Linked DNA regions of Zea mays: region 1 is linked to region 2. A link is a contact called in public Hi-C data. All regions are on one chromosome and are shown on one strand. Each heading gives the region's core, a stretch centred on a gene start, on an enhancer-like site or on the middle of the called end of the contact. The rest is flanking DNA. Distances are from core to core; before and after follow the strand shown.

Region 1 (3,873 bases), core at 467-2,966, 120 kb before region 2:
CGTCGGTGACGATCGCCGCGCGGTCAAAGAAGCTGCAAACGGTGTCAGTTGAACTTAAATTTGGAGTGGCAGTTTATACTATCGAAAATTCGAATCTGATCCATGATTCAGACTAATTTATGTTTGATCCATAGTGACAAGTTTAATTTCACAGAAAAATACAGCTTAGAATATGACTCCCTGTTGAGTGTCCACGACGAATTTCAGGATAGGGTGTATCCACCATTGACAAGTGACAATTAACCGAGACTGCAATCACGCTTGCTTGAGCAAACAAACGTGGACCCGTGCGTTATGATCTTCTTCTCTCAGTGTCCAAGTCAAGACCGGACAACACGAGAAATTGTACCGTTGCGGACTTGTCCATTTTCGGCGCCACTTCACATGGCCTTGTGATTGGATCTACCCTGTCCGTGATCCTTTCTTGGCAATTTCTTATGGGTTGTCGGTTGTCGGCAGTCCATCCAGTCAAACCACCACAAAAAATGGGCCCCGATCCTTACCAGTGCAGTGCACTGCAGTCGGCAGTGAAAGAACAGAGCCGGTAGCAGAGTTAGGCAGCGGGACCAAGGTACCTGAGCTGATCCGTGTGCACAAGCTTGCCGTACATGGAGATGGGCGCGTCGAGCTCGTCGTCCTCGTACAGCAACGCGGGGTCGACGTCCGCCGCCGGCAGCCGCCGCTTCTTGACAGCGGCGACGACAACCTGCGCGAGCCGCGTGAACGGGCTCCCCGCGGGCTCCAGCCTCCGGTACATCGGGTACCCGGCCACGAAGGCGGCGACGGAGACGCCCATGCAGAAGGCCGGCACGCCGAGGCCCCAGCCCCAGCCCACGTTGTCCTGCACGTACACCACCGCCGTGACGGCCAGCAGCATGGACGCGCCGTTGCAGAAGTAGTACCAGTTGAAGAAGCCCCAGCTCCGCGCGCGCTCCGCCGCCCGCGACTCGTCGAACTGGTCCGCCCCGAACGCCACGATGCAGGGGCGGTACCCGCCCGCGCCCACCGCGTTCAGGAGCAGGGACACGTACAGCACCGCCAGCTGCCACGGCGCGGCCTCCTGGCATGCCACCGCGCCGCCGGGCTTGCACGGCGCCGGCCGGAACCGCGGCAGCGCCGCTGACACCGTCAGGAGCGCCATGCCCTGTGCGCGACGGACGTCAGTGATCATTCATTCACTCGCAGCCGCGCGCAGTTCACCACGCCCACGACGTATGCTGTATGCATTTCTTGGCAAGAGGGTTCCACAGTGCACGTACGGCTTGGTAGACGACGGACGCGGCGGCGATGGTCCAGAACCGGCCGATGCAGGCGTCGGCGAGGAAGGCACCGATGAGGGGCGTCGCGGCGGAGGTGCCGCCGAAGTTGGTGAGCGTGGTGGCGGCCTTCGCCAGCGGCATGTGCAGCTGAGTGGTCAGGTACGTCAGCATGTTGGTCGAGAAACCCACCACGGCGAGCTTCTCCGCCACCTCGTTTGCTGCGCGGGCGGAAGTGCAAACGCAAAAATTAAACCAATTGAGATCAAGGCTCCCAGCAAAAACAGCACCTGTTGGTTAGTAAACTCGCTTACCGAAGATGAAGGGCATTGTTCTCAGACCACCCTTCTTCCTGCATGTCATCTTCCCCGCTTCCTCCATGGCCATGGCTGCCGCCTTCTCCGTTCGTGGTGGCCGAGGCGAAACGCTCTTGTGCAGTTCCGCACAGCCACAACGGTGCCTAGCGTCCCTAGCTGCCTGGCCATCTCCGCTCCACTTATTTATGAAAACATATCATGTGCTTATTTAGTACACATATTAAATCATCATCATTTATTTTGAATTTCACGTTTCTTGTTGCTTTATATATGCTACAAATAACACCCTCCACTATTATTCTTTATTATTTTTATTTTGTCCCATAACTTTTAGTGCAGGTGAATGGCTCCTTTTCTTATGATGTTCCGATGGAGAGGGAGGCTCCTTCTAGTTGGCAGAAGAGGTGAAAGACTCCTTCGACTAGACGGAGAACTTTTTTGACCAATACTTTTAATTCTTAGATTGGAATTCTGTATTTTAATGTATCTTTTCTATCATAGAATAAATCTATGTATGATATGTGAAAACATGGTTTCATCGTCACCCCCTATAATATTAGCTCTAGATCTTTGTATCCAACACAGATCTAATCAACGTTTATCACTGAGTACCTGCCTGAAATTTCGCCCCCACAGTATGTTGGCCTTGTGAGTGGCGGAGGCGCCATACCATAAGCAACCTTAGTTGTCAGATTTCTGACGCCTATATGTAGCTCACAAGGCATTGGATGGCCAATATCATCCACTAGGAACCGCTGTCCTTCAGATATTTTCGTGGACGCGCAACTGCTGTGTCGACTTTTAGGAATAACCATGTTGGGAGGAGGCATCAACCCCTGCTAGGTTAGCTGCCTAACAACAATTGCCACTTGACGATGTACCTAGTCTAGAATAGATGCTTTAATCCTGACAAGTTCTTCCACTAGATTTCAGACTCTATCCTCTTCCTTGTTTTTTCCTCTCTGCCGACTCCTTTATGTGCGAACATAAGGTTGTGGTCCGGGTTGATGATGAGTGATTGTGAATGGGTAGCGTCTCGGGTCGAGTCGTGGACTGACCGAGGTGTGAGTTATGTGTATGTGCAACCATATCTGTCGGCTTATGGTGTGCAGGTGTGGAGCACAGGGACGATGGTCGACGACTGAGGTGAAGTCATGCGGGCTCGTGCTGACGAACTGGGAGCGGTGAAGGACAAATGCTAGGTATTGGCTGATGGACCGGAGCAGTCGAGTGACTAGCCGTGGTGCCTAACACCTAGGACATGCACTCGCGCGAGGACGTGGTGGAGCGGGACGTGTTGTCGACGCAGTCGAGGACTGGTGTAAACCCTAAAATACGTTTTAAGAAACTAGGAAGTCCCTTTATTCTTTTGTGGGATAAAATTTGAGTGGATTCTAGCATATGGTTTATTATGAAGCATATCCTTCCAAATGAATAAACATATAAACATGATATTGGGATTTAATGACTCGGATTTAAATTGATTTATATATAAAAATTTAAATTTAAGTTATAATTTCAAATCTCAGAAAAATAAATAATAGGGAGTTTTCCTATTTGGTTAATATATAAATGTTTCTTTCACTAATATTACATCTAGAAGCACTTATATAGATAAACAATAAATACAAAATAATGAATAAATATTCCACTTTTGCATAGCATGCTGAATTTCTAATTGTGCATTTAAGTTCTAAAGTTGGAACCTAGACTTGAATGCAAATTTGAAATGGAAATAAAGAAAACTAGAATTAGAATTTAGAAAAGAAAAGAAGAAAACCCAAGCTCTCGACCCACTTATGTCTTCTCCCGCTTTCACCCCACCTCGTCCCAGCCAAATCCCGTGTGCACGGTGCACCCTGCGCCGGCAGGCGGGCCTTGCCCACCACTTGTTGGCACTTGCCGACACGTGGTCAAGCTAATTGAAACAATGGGAGTGCGGAAATTATTTGATGCTTGTTAACACAGTGTATTAGCGCAAAAATGTTTTTCAGCCTCCTGCAATAGGGTGCAGTGCAGGTGTATTTATAGGTAACCAGGGGACGGTTCCACCCTGTCAAATACAGTTATGCCCCTGATTACCTATGTTATCCCTGAAATATTCCCCTCTTAAGGGTTATTATAGGTCATTACATCGTGATTAAGTATTTCACGGACAGACACACCATCAACTCTACCCACACAGTGGCTTACAAGTGGGACCAGGCGGCCCAGGACGGTTTTACACAGGCCCACCGTCCAAGTAACGCGTGGGTGGCCACATGTACCCTTCGTGCTCCATGTGCTAGGTCTTTGGTAGT
Region 2 (4,023 bases), core at 1,203-3,702:
GTTGACGCAACAATCCGGCGAGATTATCGGCGATTTTAGGCGTGAGCTGTTGAGATTGGGTCAAAGCCGAGCGAGCGGGGGAAGGGGAAAGCACCAGGCAGCGCGGCCCCACACGGCGGTGACCGAAATCATAGCCTGACATGTCGGCCCACATGTCAGCGACTCACGAGGGTTTAACAGGCACGCACAGATTCCACCAGTTGGGCTGCGCGGAGTCCAGGGAGATGGGCCGCGAGGGAAGAAGCGGCCCACGTAGCACAGGGTGAGGCCTTCTTCTTTTTTTTCTTTTTATTTATTTATTTTTCCTTCTATTTAAAAATTCAAATCAAACTCAAGTTTGAATTCCAAACTTTTTACTTTTAGATGCACAAATAAAACATCAGCATGGATGCAAAACCATATATATATATATATATATATATTTATATTTGTTTTATTTTAGTTCTTTTACACATCATTCCAATCATGAACTTAGAGAATAGTTCACTTCTCACAAATTTTAGGGAAATATAATTTATATATTAAGATTTAGTTTAGTCATAGTTCATATAATTTCACTCCAAGAATAATTTAGTTTATCTAGTTTTTTTTAGTCTTAAAAAATATTATGTTACTTTCGGGAGTAGTAACTTTGAAATTATGGCTATTCTCAAGGAAAGGTGTTTTGATTTAAAAACCCCCGGAGAATTTTCCTCATTTTCGCATGATTGACCATTTTAGGGTGTTACACCACTTATGGAAGAGATCGAAGGGAAAAGAATTTGCTAACTCAACAGTAAATCAAAGGTGGAATCCTAATGCTGAATTGAATCATTACTTGTCTACTAACTTTGCAGCCACTGATCGCACCTTGAAGGGTGATAAGGTAAAATTACTTGAATGGTGGAGGGAACACAAGTACAGTTTCTCAGTATTATCTCATTTTGCTAGAGATATTCTTCTTGTTCCTGTTTCAACTGTTTCTTCTGAGGCCACTTCAGCACAGTGGGTAGAATTATTGAAGAAAGGAGATCCTCTCTTGCACCTGAGACAGTGGAGGCCATCACCTGCCTTAAGGATTGGAAAAGAGCAGAAGATAGAAAGCAGCATCAACTTGAAGATCCTGAGATTGAACAAGCTTTTGCTGATTTCAGCCATGATTAGTGTTACTTATTTTATCTAGTTCATTCTGTTATTGTGGATTGTGAATGTAATATGGACTGTGGACTGTGGACATTAAAACTTTTACCGATCTGTACTCTTTTCCTTACAGAGGGAGCCCCACACTGGGGTGTAAGGTTTTTAACGAGGCAGATCGAGGAATAAAATGAATTTTCCCTCAAAACTTGTTTGTGTTAATTGATGTTTATGTTGTTTGAGGGTTTCTGTTAATTATAAGTTGTAGTTGTTTGTGTTCATTGCTGTTAATATGGACTGTGGGCTTTTAATGTAAAATGGACTGTTTTTATTTTCAATTGTGTGCCAGGCCTAAAAAAGCACGGCCCGATTCAAGCACGACGGGCTTTAGTGCCGTGCTGGGCCTCCATTTTAGTCCATAGGCACGATAAAGCCCGACTCGACACTTTGAAGCCCGAAGCACGACGGGCTCGTGCCGGGCCAGCACGGCACGACCTATCTTGCAGGACTATCCTCTACCACATCCTAGCTCCTCGTCGACCGAGCTCCTCCACGCCATCGGCAGTAGATGCCCTGCATTGGTCCACATCGATGACGGACGTCGTATCCCAGCTGCTCGATGACGGCCACCACCGCCGTCGCCGAGCGACTCTGTGTCACCACAGCAGAACGCCTGTGCGCTGGTGGGAGACGTGAGCTCAACGATGAGTACCCCATGGCGTCCTCAGTGAGCTCGACGGTGAGTATGTTGCCGTCTTTAGCTCGACGGTGAGTATGTTGGCCGTTTTCCCAGCGTCACTGTTATCTCGTCTGTGGCGGCTATGGCGTCGTGTTCATCGGATGTGCGACGTAGGGCGCTTATAGCGGATGAACATGACTCCTCTAGATTTAGCGGCTCTAACGTGTCCGCTAAATTTTAACGCCCCGTTTACCGGACCTTGCTGGAGGCACTGCGGAGGCGTCCGTTCGCTACATCTAGCATAGAAGATGATTTACAGACTATTGTAGGAGACAGTATAAAGCAGTCAAGCATAGAGCTTGCTTCCGCGCGTCTGGCACGAATTGAGCGCGGAAAGAGTGAATCGTGAGAGCGACGTACGTAGGGTGATAGCGCGGAAAGAGTGAATCGTGAGAGCGACGTACGTAGGGTGATAACGATCCGCCCCTTCCGCGCTCAATATATCAACAAGCAACTGGCTTTTGTCCGATCACCCAGACTTTAATTAAGCCTCCCCCACGCCACCGATATGACATGTTCGTCTAGCCTCTAGTGGATGACGGGACCTCAGCTCACGCTAGCTTTTGCACTGCATGATTGGCTCGATGCGTGCTTGGACCAACAACCATTGCTGCAGTGCGCTCGGTTGCTCACCGGTCAATGGTTAGCCACTTGGTCAGTACTTGTAGACCAGCCTCCGTCACCTTCCTCGCGTCGCGTCGCGACGTCGCGTCGCAGTTCACAAGACACCTCTTCCTATTAGCCTGGCTCCACATCTAGCTGCACAGCAGTGTCCAAGAAATGGACATGAGCTGCGTTCTTTCGTCTTTGATGCCTCGTTCATCTTTCCATGCATTAGCTGGCCGTGGAGTAGTGAACTAGTGATCGAGAGCAAACATACAGTTAGAGCAGTCAGAGTGGTCCGGAGGAGGGAGGAGAGCGTGCACGCATGCAGGCAATGCAGCATAGTTGTCCTAAGAGACGGAATGATATTACTGTCGCCTTAGAACATATTCGGTTCCTCTAGTTCAATACTAAAGTTTAGTTAGGAGACTAAAGTTTAGTCCATATCTCTATCTAGTTATAGGGACTAAAAGTATTCAGAGCATATTAAATAAATCATAAAAAGACAAAATACTCCTTAACATTCTTTCGCAATTAGTGTAATTGAAATAAATGAGAGGTAAAAAGTAAAATTAATATGGTTTAGTCCCTTTTAGTTACACTTTAAAGGACTAGAGACTAGAACACTTTAGTCTTTGTTTCAGGCTCAAAGTTTGGCAATTTAGAGACTAAATGAGACTAAAATAAAGAGGTAATCTTTTGTCCCTCAAACCAAACGGGCCTTAGCATGGTAAATAATTTCTAGTGATGGTTTTTTAAGGAACTGCCACTAAAAATCAATTTCTAGTGCCGTTTTTTAAGAAACCTTCACTAGAAATCATTTTTATCTTTAATTTTTTAGTTTTGTAAATGACCTCGTACGAAAAAAACACCAACATAAAAGTTGTATATCTCTAAAAGTTATTAAACTTTGTAGTTGACAATTTTTTATTTGAAATCATTTTGGCTCACAAAAATTGCATCTAAATTGAGAAATTTAAAATGAAAATTTTGCAAACGACTTCGCATGGGAAAGTGTCAAAACAAAAATATAGAACTTCAAAAGTTATGGAACTTTGTAGTTGACAAATTTTTCGTTTGAATTCATTTACAGCCTCAAACAGTCAATTTACACTAAGTTGGTTATAATACACTACAGGAATCAAGAAGATTCCCGTCGGCTATATTAATTCCCGTCGGCCTTTGCGCGGGCCGACGGAAATTAAGTAACTCCCGTCGGCTAAAAGCCAGCCCACGGGCTTTAGTGTTACTCCCGTCGGCCCAGCCGCCGGCCGACGGGCTTCAGTTTAACTCCCGTCGGCTCAGCCGCCAGCCGACGGGAATTAGTTAACTCCCGTCGGCCCTGACGCCAGCCGACGGGAGTTAATGCTTTATGTGCCGGGCGGTCACCCGCGCGACTCATTTTCTCTCTTCTCCAAGCCTTGCTCGTTCGCCGCCGCCGTAGAAACGCCGCCCCCGACGCCGGCCGCCGCCCACCACCGCCCCGGCCGCGCGCCCGCCGCCCACCACTGCCCCCGGCGCCGCCCGCCGCCCACCACCGACCCGGCCGCGCGCCCGCCACCGCC

The links. A called contact is a pair of places that touch in the nucleus more often than the background predicts.
Region 1: a contact with region 2 is called in a Hi-C map of bundle sheath, with 5 times the contacts expected there. The contact joins the promoter of LOC100191990 here to the enhancer-like site in region 2. A contact is called at or near these places in 4 of 25 Hi-C or Micro-C datasets (bundle sheath, ear, leaf and 1 more).

Annotation. Positions count from the first base shown.
Region 1 is chr9:34,481,655-34,485,527 of Zm-B73-REFERENCE-NAM-5.0, reverse strand. It overlaps LOC100191990 (Protein NRT1/ PTR FAMILY 3.1), which reads right to left and starts at 1,716. Exons shown (of 4, transcript NM_001348733.1): 1 at 1,571-1,716; 2 at 1,260-1,477; 3 at 576-1,144; 4 at 1-32. The coding sequence starts at 1,643.
Region 2 is chr9:34,367,225-34,371,247 of Zm-B73-REFERENCE-NAM-5.0, reverse strand. No RefSeq gene overlaps it. Among protein-coding and RNA genes, the nearest start is that of LOC100191990, 110 kb to the left of the region's middle. Within about 2 kb of position 2,452, at least 14 of the 20 cell types and tissues checked have an H3K27ac peak or open chromatin away from gene starts, as enhancers often do. A contact at or near this core is called in bundle sheath, ear, leaf and 1 more, where this site is marked.